Regions from separate parts of the Sus scrofa genome. Here region 1 is linked to region 2. The links are chromatin contacts, called in public Hi-C maps. All regions are on one chromosome and are shown on one strand. The core of a region is the stretch at or near the end of the contact, and the rest is flanking DNA. Distances in the headings are between cores, read along the strand shown. Region 1 holds the start of CHRND (acetylcholine receptor subunit delta). Region 2 overlaps COPS7B (a long non-coding RNA gene).

What was found. Hi-C and Micro-C count contacts between places; a contact is called where the count stands out from the background.
Region 1: a contact with region 2 is called in a Hi-C map of skeletal muscle, with 4 times the contacts expected there. The contact joins the promoter of CHRND here to the enhancer-like site in region 2.

The regions. Positions count from the first base shown.
Region 1 is chr15:133,037,552-133,045,186 of Sscrofa11.1, forward strand. CHRND (acetylcholine receptor subunit delta) reads left to right here and starts at 2,759. Exons shown (of 11, transcript XM_005672281.3): 1 at 2,759-2,870; 2 at 3,089-3,234; 3 at 4,178-4,287; 4 at 4,459-4,614; 5 at 4,779-4,888; 6 at 5,828-6,028; 7 at 7,458-7,569. The coding sequence starts at 2,819. It overlaps PRSS56 (serine protease 56), which reads left to right. Exons shown (of 12, transcript XM_021075287.1): 8 at 161-337; 9 at 429-593; 10 at 673-735; 11 at 1,122-1,228; 12 at 1,527-2,032. The coding sequence ends at 1,754.
Region 2 is chr15:132,428,471-132,435,756 of Sscrofa11.1, forward strand. COPS7B (a long non-coding RNA gene) reads left to right here. Exons shown (of 7, transcript XR_002339490.1): 2 at 5,884-6,061. It also overlaps the pseudogene LOC110257202. Among named protein-coding and RNA genes, the nearest start is that of COPS7B, 5.1 kb to the left of the region's middle. Within about 2 kb of position 3,726, at least 57 of the 83 cell types and tissues checked have an H3K27ac peak or open chromatin away from gene starts, as enhancers often do. A contact at or near this core is called in skeletal muscle, where this site is marked.

The DNA.
Region 1 (7,635 bases), core at 1,509-4,008, 610 kb after region 2:
CCCCAGGGTCCCACTAACTGCCCTGGGACCAGCCCATTTCCACCCTGCCTGTTTCCAGCCTCTTGCGTTGGGAAAGCCTGTCTCCCTCTGGGGAAGGGTTTTGGGGGGCTAGAGCCCAAAGCGGGGTGTGTGTGAGCTAGTTTCTGCCGCTCCTCCGCAGCGGCCCCCTTCAGCCACGAGCCCAGCTGCAGGGAGCTTCTGGCTTGGAACCCGAAAGAGGAGCCTCTGGCCGAGGCCGCCCCGCCCTGCGCCTTCTACGCCCACCTGTGCCCGGGGCCCGCGGGCGCCTGTGCGCGTTTGGCGCACCAGCAGTGCCTGCAGCGCCGCCGCCGATGTGGTCAGTCCCGTTCCGGTTCCCGGGGCTGGCCTGGGGGACTGGGGGTCTGGCCCGCGTCTGACCGCCGCTTGGACCCTTGTCCCGCCCGCAGAACTGCGCTCGCTGGCGCACACCCTGCTGGAACTGCTGCGAGGCGCCCAGGAACTGTTCGGCCCGCGCCCGGGGGTGCGGCGCCTGGCCCCGGCCCTGACTCGCCCAGCTCCGCGGCTCCGGGATCCGCCCAGGCGCCCTTCTCACGAGCAGCGGCTGCACCCAGGTACCCCAGGCCCTTGCAGCCTAGCTCGGGTTCCAGCCCAGCGCGGCCGAGGCGTCCCCCTAATCCTGCATCTCCCCAGGATCGTGGGCTGCGGGCACGAGGTTTCCGAAGCGGAGGTCGGAGCCGCGCGCAGAAGCAAACGGTAATGACGCCCCCTGCCGGCGATTGCCGTGGACTAGGCCTAGGGCGGGCCCAGGCCGGGTTTCTCGGATTCCCGCAGAGTCTGTGCCGGGAAGCAGTTTCAATCCATCCCGCCTCAGTCAAACCGACGCTCCCCCTCCTCCGCAGCAGGGCGGATGATTCCTTGGCTGGGGGACTTGTGACTTTGGGCCCTCATCACTGTCAACAGAATCTGGGCTTTGTGTTACCATTTAACGTCTCTGAGCCTCGGCTGGCCCTCGGCCGCCCCATCTGCAGCAGGAGAAGTCGGCCCACCGGGACGTGGCCCCAGGTCCTTGTGGGGATACCACCTACGGCCTCCTGCTAGTGTCAGTTCTCTTATTCCCGCCGCCTCTCCCCTTCCTGCAGGCTGCCCTGGGTTGGAGCCCCTGCGGCAGAAGCTGGCCACCCTCCAGGGCACCCACGCCTGGATTCTGCAGGTCCCCTCAGAGCGCCTGGCCATGGACTTTCATGAGGTGGGTCCCCAGGCTTCCCAGACTCCCTCGCAGTGTGCACAGAAGGCTCGCCTGGGTCAGCCCTGATGGGCAGGGGTCCAGCAGTCCTGGGGGTGGAGGTAAGGGGTTCCCAGGGGAAGGGCAGCGGTGTGGGAACTGGGTGCCAGGTGGGTGTGAAGCTGGTGGGGCAGGGTGTGGCCAAGTGAGCAGGATGGGGGGAGGGATGGGGGGGTCTGGGGGAGTTTCTGGGGGCAAGGAGGAGAGGAGCCAATAGTAGGGTGGTGGGCCCCCGAGCTGCCTCTTCTCTCTCTTTCTGCAGGTGCTGGCAGATCTGGGCTCCAAGACACTGACCGGGCTCTTCCGAGCCTGGATTCAAGCAGGCTTGGGGGGCCGGCACGTGGTCTTTGGCGGCCTGGTGGGCTTGGAGCCAGCCACGCTGGCACGAAGCCTTCCCCGGTTGCTGGTGCAGGCTCTGCAGGCCTTCCGCTTGGCAGCCCTGGCGGAGGCAGAGCCCCAGGGAGCTCAGATGGGTTCAAGGCAGGCCTGACGGCTGGGGAGGAAATGGCACCACCGACTCAGCCCTCGGGTTCCCCCAGGGGGCGCTCATGAGCCACGTCTCCACCCCAGCCCCTTGTCGGGACTGCTGTTCCAGGGGCCTGGGAAGGGTTCAGGGAGCATGATGACAAACTGTCACTGCCAGAGTTGGGTGGGTGTGGAGGGGGTGGGGCAGGAGTCCTGAGCCCGATATGTCTTCCCAGATGCTCCGTCAGAGAATCACAGCTGCTTTAATAAACATTATTTATCATCTACGGAGATAAATCCAGAGCTTGCTTGCTTTATATCTTTCTTTCTTTTCTTTTTTTTTTTCTCTTTTTGTCTTTTTAGGGCCGCACCCTCGGCATATGGAGGTTCCCAGGTCTAATCGGAGTGGTAGCCAGCGGCCTACACCACAGCCACAGCAAAGCGGGATCCGAGCTGCTTTTGTAATCTACACCACAGCTCACGGCAATGCCAGATCCTTAACCCACTGAGCGAGGCCAGGGATTGAACCCACGTCCTCATGGATACCAGTTGGGTTTGTCAACTGTGGAGCTATGGCGGGAACTCCCCAGAGCTTTCTTAAGATGGGAACCAGGCGGGTGGACCTTGGATCTCTGGGGGGGTGGGCCCAGCTTCCAGAAGCAGTTGGTAGAGTCACTGGTCAGGGACTGCAAACCCCATCTCAGCCTCCCTGTCCCATCCACCCCCCCAAGAAATGGCCGCAGCTGACCTGCCTGACTGCTCCCCTGTCCATAGCAGACCAGGGCCACCCTGGGCTTCAGTGTCTCTGCCCAGCCCCCACCCTCACCGCTAGCTATGGCGAGTCCCAGTCTGGGATCTTAGCCTCATGTTCTTGGGCCCCTGCCCGTCTGGCAAGTCCCTGTCCCCCACCCCCCCATCACCTGCCCCAGTTTCTCGGCAGAGCCTAGAGGTATCAGATTGCGTTTCCGGCTGCCTCTTCCCTTTACCGCCCCCCCACCCTGCACCTGTCCCCTCTGTCACCCACCCACATTCCCCAGCCCCACTGACAGTCAGGAGGGGGCAGACCCGAGACCCAGTCAGAGGAGCGGGATGGAGGGCCCTGTGTTCATGCTGGGGCTGCTGGCTGCCCTGTCCATGCGTGGTAAGAGTTGCTGTCGCCCCTCCCTGAAGGGTCCCTGAGGATAGGCCTACCGGGGTCCCCCACTGCATGGTCCCCTCCCGGCTCCCCCTCCATGAGGCTCCCTCCCCCCACCCCATTGCCATTTCTTCCTGGAGGGGCAGACCGCAGGGGCCCAGCTCCATGCCCAGCAGGACCTCAGGGCAGTGTCCTCCCGGGCCCCTGTCCCCAACCCTCCCCAGGCAGCTGGGCTCTGAATGAGGAGGAGCGGCTGATCCGGTACCTCTTTGAGGAGAAGGGCTACAACAAGGAGCTGCGGCCCGTGGCACACAAAGAGGAGAGCGTGGAGGTTACCCTGGCCCTCACCCTCTCCAACCTCATCTCCCTGGTGAGATGCCCCCCTGGCCGGGCTGGGGAAGGGCAGGCAGGAACAGCCTCCTGGAGGCCTGGCTGTCTCTGGGACTGGGATGGCCGTGGAGGAAGGTCAAGGCCCCAGCCCGGTCCCTGGTCGCTCCTCTCCCCTGGGAAACATGCTCAGGCCGCCTCCATGCCCGGTGCTGCCCACAGGCCTGGGGCTGCTGCCCCTTCCCCAGCCTCAGCTCTGGGGCACCCCCCATATCCTACCCATGTGTTCCCTCCCTGCTCCGCAGTCCGCCCCACCACTCCTGACTGCTGGAGGCAGGCCACTGTCGTGGTTTCCCCTGGGTGGCAGCCGGGAGTAGTGCCTGGTGAATGTGTGCCAGCCCCTGGGGGACCGTCCTCCTGTTTGATTACAGAAAGAAGTCGAAGAGACCCTCACCACTAATGTGTGGATCGAGCACGTAAGGGGAACACCCTGCCCGGAGCTAGGGGGTGAGGGCGCAGGGCCCAGGTTCCCCTGGGGATTCTGCTTGGGGATCCCCAGCCTGCCTCAGACACTGTCCTCCAGAAGGGACTGGCTCCTGCCTTACAGAGAAACCTCAGGCCCAGCTGCCCTTCCCACGAGCAAGTGCAGCCACAAGCCCAGATAGAGCCTTTGGTGGATTAGGAGTCTTTGTCTAGGGGAAAACTGTCACAATATCTTGATTTCATTAGAAGACACTGTCTACCACCTGCCAGAAGCTCATAACAAGCTTTCTACGGCCGCGATGGAAATAGTGTGCCCTTCATCGTGCAGTGCACGACCTACACAGCCGTACATGGTGGACTGAGTCCTCACTCCTTACCCACCTTCTCTGACCTCTTTTGTCACAACCCCAGACCCTGTCCAGTCTTCCCCCAGTGAAATGGGAGGTGTAGGGGCGTCTGGACAAGAGCAGAACCCACTACTGACATTCCTTTTGGGCTTCCAGGGCTGGACAGACAGCCGGCTGCAATGGAATGCAGGAGAATTTGGCAACATCAGCGTCCTGCGCCTGCCCTCTGACATGGTGTGGCTCCCAGAGATTGTGCTGGAGAACAAGTTGAGCCACAGCCCTCCCTGCCCCCACCCCCATCACTCTGTCTCCCTTCAGGGTCTTGAGCCTCTCCCTCCAGCCTCAAGCTTCTGACTGCCCTGCTTCCTCTGCTGCCCCCAATCCTGCCAGTTCCGAGCTGCCCAGCACTCACTGTGGCCCTTGTCCTTGTCCCCCAGCAATGACGGCTCCTTCCAGATTTCCTACTCCTGCAACGTCCTCGTCGACCCCTCCGGCTACGTGTACTGGCTGCCGCCCGCCATCTTCCGCTCTTCTTGCCCCATCTCTGTCACCTACTTCCCCTTCGACTGGCAGAACTGCTCCCTCAAGTTCAGGTGCACCCATTTCTCCAGCCACCCCAGGGCGCCCTGGGGGCGAGGTGAATGGGGTACCCTCAGCCAGAGGTCCCTGCTCTGTCCTGGTTAGAGCGTCCCATCCCCACAGTGGCCCCCCCCACCGTGAACCCCCTAAACTACCCTCTGCCCACTGCGCTCCCCAGCTCGCTCAAGTACACGGCCAAGGAGATCACCCTGAGCCTGAAGCAGGAAAAGAAAGACGAGCGCTACTACCCCGTGGAGTGGATCATCATTGACCCCGAGGGCTTCACAGGTGCTGGAGCAGCAGCTGCTGGGTGGGCAGGCCCTCCAGACCCTCGCCCCCAGATACAGTCACATTGGCACACACACCCGCCCCTGCCCCGAGACGCTCCTGTGTGTCCATACCCTTGGGACATGGACACACGGGTACCCAGACCTTCTGGGGCTGGGCAGGTTCCCTGGGAAGAGCTGTGGTTAGTCTTCCTGCCCCCAGATAGGGATAGTTGGGGCTTTGGCTGTCATTCTGATGGGGTATATGTCGCCCCCTCCCAATGTCCCCGCCCCAACCCTCTCTGTGACCAGGCTCAGATCTTTGACAGAGACCTACCCCTGGCCCTGTCTGTCAGAGGAAAGACCTAAATGCCACTCATCCCAAGGCTGGTACATCATGGAGAGAGGGGTTTTTCCTCTCGCTGCCTCATTTCCCCCAAGTCTCCTTATGTGAAATATCCATGACCTCAGCTTCTGTGTTTTTCAAGGAGAAAAAAAAAAAAAAAAAAATCAGTCCCAGAGGAGTTCCCACTGTGGCTCAGTGGGTTAAGGACCTGACTAGTATCCAGGAGAATGTGGGTTAGATCCCTGGCCTCACTCAGTGGATTAAGTATCCAGTATTGCTGTGGCTGTGGCATAGGCTGGCAGCTGCAGCTCTGACTTTACCCCTAGCCTGGAACTTCTATAAGGCCGCAGGTACAGCCCTAAAAAGAAAAAAAAAAAATCAGTCTCAGAGGAGAACTTCCCCCTTGTAGGTTGAAACTTCCATCCGAAGCCCCAGGGAAAGACATCCACCCCTAGACTGGGGGCCTTCCTCTGGGCCCCCACCCCAGCCCCCAGCCCCATCAGGGCCCTGCAGACAGGCCTGGCTGTGCCTCTGGGCCAGCCCCCCCCCCTGCCCCAAGGCCCCCCCAGCCCCCTTTCCCAGCCTGACCCCAAGGTGTCCACGTGCCACCCTCAGAGAACGGGGAGTGGGAGATCGTGCACCGGCCGGCCAGGGTCAACGTGGACCCCAGTGCCCCGCTGGACAGCCCCAGCCGTCAGGACGTCACCTTCTACCTCATCATCCGCCGCAAGCCGCTCTTCTACGTCATCAACATCCTGGTGCCCTGCGTGCTCATCTCCTTCATGATCAACCTGGTCTTCTACCTGCCCGCCGACTGTGAGCCCCGGCGCCCCGCCCTGCCCTCCCTCCTCCTGGGAGCCCCTTGGGGTCACCCCTCCCGGGGCTCCCTGCCAGTGGCAGCGCTCCATGACCCTGTCGGACATCCCCCAAGAGCGCAGGACCCCCGGGGAGGTTCACCCTCCTTGGACCTCACTTCTGCCCCCTTTTTTGGGACTTTTTAGGGCCACACCCATGGCATATGGAGGTTCCCAGGCTAGGGGTCCAATCGGAGCTGTAGCTGCCAGCCTACGCCAGAGCCACAGCAACACCAGATCCGAGCCGCGTCTGTGACCTATACCACAGCTCACGGCCACGCCGGATCCTTAACCCACTGAGCAAGGCCAGGGATCGAACCCACAACCTCATGGTTCCTGGTTGGATTCGTTAACCACTGAGCCACGACAGGAATACTTCTGCCTCTTGAGATGGGCTTCCCTGGGGAGATCCCTTAGCGTGTCACTCCATCAGGCTGAGATCAGGCTGCGCAGTCACCACTGTGCGCCTGAGAGTCTGGCTGTTGAGCCAATGGGTGAATAACAGAGTCTCTAGGAAGCCAGGGCAGGGAACATGCAATCCAGTCTCACCTGGTTCTAGAAGGGCACTTGTCATCTGTGATCACTTACCTCCAGAACATTTCCTATAAGCAGGGCACAGTGGGTTCCTGAGACAAATATGACCCAGCCCCTAGAGTTTCCTTTGTGGCTCAGTAGGTTAAGAACCTGACTAGTTTCTATGAGGATGCAGGTTCGATCCCTGGCTTCACACAGTGGGTTAAGGATCAGGTGTTGCTGTGGCTGTGGCATTGGCCTGCAGCTGCAGCTATGATTTGATCCCAAGCCCAGAACCTCCATATGCTGCAGGTGCAGCTATAATAATAATAATAATAATAATAATAATAATAATAATAATAATATGACTCAGCCCTGGCAGGCAGCATGGAAACTACGAGACTAGGAGTGTGGCCTGGAGGCACACTGCAGATAGAGGAGGGGTGCTGGGGGTGGGTCCGGGATCACAGCACCTCCGGGACTCAGGGCGGAAGAGCAGGGCGGGCTGGGCTGGGCCGGGGTCTGAGCCAAGGGCATTATCTGGTGTTGTGAGAACGCCCTGGGGAGAGACACAGCAGATGTGTCATATAGGAGGGTGGAGTGGCAGGGATTGGCTGACAATGACAGCTGGTGTCCCCCGAGCTCTACCCAGTGCCAGGCAGAGGATGAGCATTTAACATTTAATAGTTGAGAAAACTGAAGCACAGAGAGGTTAGGCTACATACCCACCTAGCAGGAAGAGGCACGGTGGGATTCGAACCAAGGTGCTCTAGCTCCTTAGCCCAGGGCCCCATGGCACCATGAACAGTCGTGCGGGGGCCCCCGTGGGACCCTTCTGGCCCAGAACCAGGGGTCACAGCTAAGTCGGGGCTCCTCAGGTGGCGAGAAGACATCAATGGCCATCTCAGTGCTCCTGGCCCAATCCGTCTTCCTGCTGCTTATCTCCAAGCGGCTGCCAGCCACGTCCATGGCCATCCCGCTCATCGGCAAGTGAGTGACGCCCCGCCCCGCCCCGCCCCGCCCACACCCCGCCCCGCCCCCCCCGCCCGCCTGGTC
Region 2 (7,286 bases), core at 2,476-4,975:
CATGATCACTGCTAGCAGAAGATAACCATCTAGTTAGGGAAATAGGCTCCCCTGAAATTCAAGACGGGCTGTGATAAATGCACAAAAGAAAGGACGGTTAGAATGCTCTAGAGGCCCCAGTGGCAGGGATAGGAATTTTTTCTAGGTTAAATTTTTTTATCTGTACATTTTTTTGTTCATGAGGATAACATATATAGCAAGAAAACAGTTTTTTCCACATGCATATGTATTATCCTCCCCCCAATCAGGGTATAGAATATTTCCAGCATCTCCTGTATTTCCCTTCTCAGTCAATACTGCATCCTCATCTACGTCTTTTCTGACAGATCACTTTTGCCTATTCTCGAATTTCATTTAAATGTAATCATACAGTTTGAGTCTGACTTTTTGCATTCATCGATATTTTTGTGAGATGCATTCATGTTGTATGTAGTCATAGCTTGTTTTTAACAAATTGCTGAATAGTAGTCCATTGTATGTATGCAGCACTATTTATCTACTCTGCTGTTCCTGGGCATTTAGATTTTCAGTTACCAGTTTTCGGCTTTTAGTAACAAAGCTGCAGTGAACGTTCTTGTTTGTTTCTTTTTGTGGACCCCTGCCCTTGTGTCTACAAGAGGGCTTGCGTGGAGGGCGTATGATCAGCAATAGTAGATATTGCCAGTTTTCTAAAGTATTTGTACCAGTTTTCACCTTCACTAGCAACACAAGAGTGTTCTAGTTGATGCTTATCCTTGACAATACAGGGTGGTGTCAATTTAAAAATGTTTAACTATTTTGGCTAAATGTGGTTATCTTATTCTAATTTTTATATGCATTGTCTTTGGTGTCGAGCACTTTTTCATATGTCTTTTGCCCAGTTTTTAAATTGGGCTGATTCTCCTCTTATTAATTTGTAGGGTTTTTTTTTTTTTTTGGTCTTTTTAGGGCCACACCTGAGGCATATGGAGGTTCCCAGGCTAAGGGTTGAATCGGAGCTATAGCCGCTAGCCTACAGCACACCAGATCCGAGCTGCGTCTGCGACCTACACCACAGCTCACAGCAATGCCTGATCCTTAACCCACTGAGTGAGGCCAGGGATCGAACCCGCAGCCTCATGGTTCCTAGTCGGATTCGTTTCTGCTGTGCCACAGCGGGAACTCCCAATTTGTGGCTCTTAATATAGTCTGGATATGGAGTTCTTTGTCTGATACATGCTTTACAAATATCTTTTCCAAGTTTGTGGCTTATCTCTTTAGACTTGTACTGGTGTGTGTGGGTTTTTTTGTTTTTGTTTTTGTCTTTTTGCCATTTCTTGGGCTGCTCCCGCAGCATATGGAGGTTCCCAGGCTAGGGGTCGAATCGGAGCTATAGCCGCTAGCCTACACCACAGCCACAGCCACACCAGATCTGAGCTGCGTCTGCGACATACACCACAGCTCACAGCAATGCCAGATCCTTGACCCACTGAGCAAGGTCAGGGATCGAACCCGCCACCCCATGGTTCCCAGTCGGATTCATTAACCATTGAGCCATGACGGGACCTCCTGTACTGGTGTTTTTTCATAAAGAGAAATTCTTAATTTTAATGTAGTGCCATAGTTCAGTGTTTCCTTTTTATGATTAGTGCTTTTTGCATTGTATAAGAAATCTTTGCCTCTCTGGTTGGTGGATTTTTTTTTCTTTCTTTCTTTGGCCTCGCCTGCAGCATGCAGAAGTTCCTGGCCAGAGATCAAAGCCAAGCTACAGCAGTGACCCAAGCCGCAGCAGTGACAACACTGGATCCTTAACCCGAGGCACCACCACAGAACTTCCTGGTGGGTGGAATTTTCGCAGACAAATATGAGGGAAGAGCATTGCAAAAAAGAGAGCAAGCTTGAGCCTAGGCCCTGGGGTCAGAGAGGGAAGATGTAAGTCCTCTTGGGAGGCGTGGAGTTTGGGCTCTAATTAGGGTAGAGCAAGACAAAGCTGGAAAGGTAGGAAAGAGGCATACTGAGAGGGACTTTAACTGTAGCCTTGGCATCTGGACATGATTGTGGAGGAGGCGGAGGCACAGCTGGAATATTTATAATTAAACAGAACTTAGTTGTCCTCCTACCATCAAATTTGCCCCTTCTCTGCAGCCCTGTTCACCTAACACCTCCTCCAGACAGCTCTGGCCTCCCCAGCCAGAATCCAGGGCAATAGCTTCCTTTCCCTGCATTCAGATGGTCGCCAGGTCTGATAGATTCTATGGTCTAAATGTCTCCAACAAGGACCATTCTCTTTGGTCAAGATCTCACAGTCTTTTAACTGGAATTTATCAGTCCCCTCAAGGGTTTCCCATCCTCCAGTTCTCTCCCCATCTAATCCATTCCTATAGCAGCTAGTGTCCAAAATGGCAATTATTCAGACCTCTCCACAGCTTAAACCCCCGAAATGGCTCCCCAGTGTCCTTGAGATAAAATAAAAATTCTTTTACATGGCTTATACTCTTTCTGATGTGCTTATTCATTCTTCCAGGCTCAACGCAAGCCTCATTTCCTCCAAGAGGCTGCCTTAAATAACCTGTCCCCAGGGCAGAGACAGGAGAGCCTTATCTGAACCCCTGGGGTGCCTGTGGCACCACCTGTCATAGCCCTGTCCTTCCCAGGAGCTTCCAGTTCTCCAAGGTAGGAACTTTGCCCCCTTTATTCCTCCTTTTGCCTGTAAGGTGCCAGCTTTCTCTTTACCAACACATTCTCTTCTATGCTTCCAAAGCGTTGTTATTCTCTTTCATAGCACTTAATACAGTGAAGCTTTTTGAGGGCAAGAACTTTGTCTTATCTTCGTATAAACTTCTAGGACATAATATGTACTGAAGAATTTTAAAAAATAAATGAATGAGTTGAAGTTCTCCCTTGTCGCTTCGGGTTAAGGAGCCAGCTTTCTCACTGCAGCAGCTTGGGTCATTGCAGTGGCGCAGGTTCAGTCCCTGCCTAGGATTCCACATGCTGCAGGTGAGGCTGCTAGGGGGTTGGTGCTAGGCTCCTTTGCCTCATCTGATTTCTGCATTCTGAATGCACAAAAGGTAAATAGGGCTCTTTTTCTCATCTTCAAGACCCGAAAATCTTTGGTATATACTTTAAAGGAACCAGCTTAAGCGTTCAGTTATATGACATTCTTAGCCATCTTCCAGGGAAGTTGGTAAGTACCAGATGCAATGCAAGGAATATCATTATGGTCACAGAACCGTTGTTGACTCAACCCATCTTTTGCTTATTTTAAAATATGTCCTGAATAGAAGTGAGGGACATGGTCTTTGGCTTCAGGTAGCCGGAGTTTCAAAGCTGACTTTGGCACTTACTGGCATTTGGATTTTTAGGTTTAGTTATCTCACCCGAAAAATGGGAATAATATTACAGGCCATAGAGTTAAGAGAATTCAGTGAAACAACGAACAGCACTTGGCACATGGAAAAACGCTCAGTAAACGGTGGTTGTTACTAGGCTTAATAATGTTTCTGTACCGCGGCGGTAGCCACAGTCACCATAGGGAGATTGTGAGGGGTAAACTTGGCCAAAGAGATTTATGGCCCAGGAGGGTGATGGTGATGGTTTGGGCTCCATAACTGCCTGGGCTGCATGCCTCTCTCCCCAGGACCCCCACCCTATCCTGGGCTACAGCCCCATTTCCCTGTTCTGGGCCGCCCTGGAGGTCTGAGGCCGCCAACGCGGCAGGGGGAACCTGGTGTGGGCGGAACTCGAGTGCAGCGGCGGGAGGCTTCCGGGGGAGCCGTAAGGGCAACGGGTCGGCGGAGGCAGAAAAGCGTCGGACGCCGGGCCGATCATGGACGCTTGACAACCTGCGGGCAGGCGCCGGGAGGCCACGCCAGCGACCGAGAGGACGGAGAGGCGGCGAGGACAGGTAGGGGCCGGTGAGAGGGCGGGGACCTGCGCTCCAGGCTTGTCTGGGCTGTCAGGCTGAGCGCCAGCCGTGGGCAAAGCCCGCGGCCACGCCGCCCCGCCCCCGCTCCGGGGAGCGCGCCGGGCGGCTCCTCACTCTGCACCCACGGCCCTGCCTGGAACACACCACCCACCCTGAAGCCCACCCCAGGCCGCGACTCTCAGCATCTGCACCGCGGCTGCTCTCGGTTCGTCACCCCCAAAGGCTGCCTCTTTGCCGCTCTGCCGTCCGTCAAAATAGCGCCCCTCACGACGGGAATTCTTCCCCGTGAGTTCCTAGCTCCCTCCTCGGGCCCTCCCACTTTGGAAGAAAGCATTTATCAGCTCCTCCTTACCTCACTCATTGCCCCCACTGGCTTTGCTTCTTAGGCCGAAATTGTTTTGAGGGACAGAAGTTTCTGTCCATTTTTTACCCTTTCTCCATCCCCAGGCCCTATCATTCAATGTCTTCACACGTGTCCGCTTGGAAAGGAGGTTTTTGTTTCTCCTCTCTTAACCATCATCTCTCTCCTACCCTCTTCCTCCAATTTTCCCTGGCCTTAGCAACCTTTATTCTCTTTCGCACTTCATTTTTTTCTGTTTCTGACAAGACCTTCCTAGGTAACCCTGGGTGAAACGGCATACTTGTTTCTGCAATACTGTGAAAGGGCTGCAGCTCTCTGTGCCTGCCTCCGAAGGAAAACTTGGTTTCTCTTGCACCAAACTATCCTTCTTTGATTTATTCTCTTCTTCCCTCAATTATACTTCTTCATTTTGTCACACTGCCCAGTGCATATCATTCTTGGAGGAGTAATCTTAGCTTATGCTGGACTCCTGTAGAGTAGTGTGCAGTGCGTGAGTTCACACACACTCAACTTGTAGTAAGGAGATTATACAATTGAGGGACTTGCCTGTCTTCATGTCTTCAGGATGGCAGTACTACATCTTCATTGTTTTCTCACATGTTTTTGTTGTTTTCTTGAGGTTTCATGCAAATTCTGAAGTTGGGTTGGTGACATGTCACACATCACTAGGAGGCCAAATAAAAGGTTTTTCCTTGTGGACTTACACCGCATGTATGAGTGTACTTCCTTAGTTGGAATATGTTGCTGCTCATCTTTCAAGATGATTTCCCCCTCCCCCCCTTTTGCCACGCTTGAATGACTTTGATTAAATGGGCCATCTTTCTAGACTGCTTTTGGGGTCTTTTCTTATCTGTATCTGGCTGAAGGTGGGATTCTACTGACACACTAGAAGCTGTAACTGATTCCTTTTACTTACATCTGACTGCCTCTGTGTATGGCCAAGATTCTCTGCTTTTTAACTAGAGTCTAACAATGAGGTGGAGGAGTTCCCACTGTGGAGCAGTGGCTTAAGAATCCAGCTGCAGCGGCTTGGGTCACTGTGGGGGTGAGGGTTTGAGGCCCGGTGCAGTGGGTTAAAGGATCTGGCATTACTGCAGCTGTGGTATAGGGTGCAGCTGTGGCTCGGATTCAGTCCCTGACCGGGGAACTTCCATATACACAGCAAGTGGTGAGACTCTGTGTTTGGTCTTGGTTAGGTTTAACGACTTGGAAGGAAGGTACTGCCTTTGGGAAAGTGCAAGTTGGTGATGAAATTACTTTTACTAAATGAGTTTCAAACCTCAGAGTAAGGACAAAATCTCTTTATTATTATTATTATTTGGCCATGCCCATGGCCTGTGGAAGTTCTGGGGCCAGGGATCAGACCCTCGCCACAGCAGCCACTGGAGTCTCAGCAATGACAGTGCTGGATCCTTAACTTACTGAGCCACTATAGGGAGTTCCAGGACAAAAATTTCTTTAACTCCAAGTTGAACAGTACGCATCTCACAAAGTGAGATCTGGATTCAGGAACGTTTTTTGTTTTTTGTTGAAATACTATAAAATTAAAGTATTCTGATCTCTGATCTAGCAATAAACCAGCATACATTTTGCAAAGGAGAAGGAAGAATTACTGAAACACTTTGTTTTTGGACAGATCTCAAGGCCAGAGAATGGCTGGTGAACAGAAACCCTCAAGTAACCTCCTGGAACAGTTTATTTTACTCGCCAAAGGTACCAGTGGCTCAGCCCTCACTGCTCTCATAAGCCAAGTTTTAGAGGCTCCTGGAGTATATGTCTTTGGAGAACTGCTGGAGCTGGCCAATGTGCAGGAGGTAAGAGCAGTTTCCAAAAAAGTTCTCTTTCTTCTTTGTTCTAAACCTTCCTGTGATGTGATTCTCCACGTGTCCAAGGCATTTGAGTGCTGAAGCCTTGTGGACCTGTGAGGTGCCCTGTTGAGGGAGGGATGGGAGTTGATGGGGCAGGAGAAGAGAGTGAGGGTGATGTCCTGGGCTCCTTCAATATTTTCAGTCTGAATTTGGGGTACATTTTTTAGACTGGATTGCTGATAATTTGAAAGATGGGGAAAAGCCAATTGAACTGGATAAATTAGAAGAGTAGAGTATAAGTTAACAACGGTAGTTTCAGTCATTCTTGGGGACAGAAAACCTCCAGTGCAAATACAGACAATGAAGATTGGTTGGGTACATAACATGGCAGAAAATGATTGCTATTGAATAGGAGACGGGCACGAATAAAGGATATATTGTTGTGAAAAGGGCGGTGTTGTGCTAAAGTAAATGTGCAAAAAAGATGTGATATGAAAAGGTGGTAAGTAGTCCTTTTTGCTTTGTTTACTTCTTTGCTTGTTATTAAAACCTTGGGTAGCACTTTTGATTGTCGGGCCTTAAAAATGAGAAGATCTGGTGAAGATTAACCAAGTGGGACAGAGAATGTAAAGCAACCTATACTTTTCAACCTCTGCCTCCCACTTTGGATACTTTTATGTTTACTGATTGATACTTATGTTGATTGAAAAATCCGGCGACATCTTTATTACTTTGGGGTTGTGCTGAGGAGCTCTTGGTGGGGTGGGTTGGTTGGCTTCCTCTCCACTATCACAGCTTATTTCTGGCTGCCCAGGATAGTACCAGCTCTGCCATTAGCCACCACATGCAGATCTGGGCAGTACTTGTTCTTATGGGTCATGTGCACGATGCTGCTGAGGGTCCCCCGGGGCCTTCTCATTGATGGTGGTCCACACATAGGAGGGGGCTGGCTTTTGTTGGCCCGTCTTTGCTTCAGGACTGTTAGGACACTTTCGCCACTGGCTGCCAGCTCCACGCCCACAGCCTTGCCGTGGATCAGCTCGTGGTAGCAGAAGGAGTTGTGGGTCTTCAGGTTACTGGACTTGCTGCTCTTCATTTGCTTATTCCTCTCGATCAGGAAAGTTGAGCAGTTGCCCATGATCATCCATGGCAGATGTGTGGACGTGGCGTTGTTTCCTCTCTGCAGCAGTTGTAAATAAGACCCACTTATTTTTTAATTGTGAATTTTTAT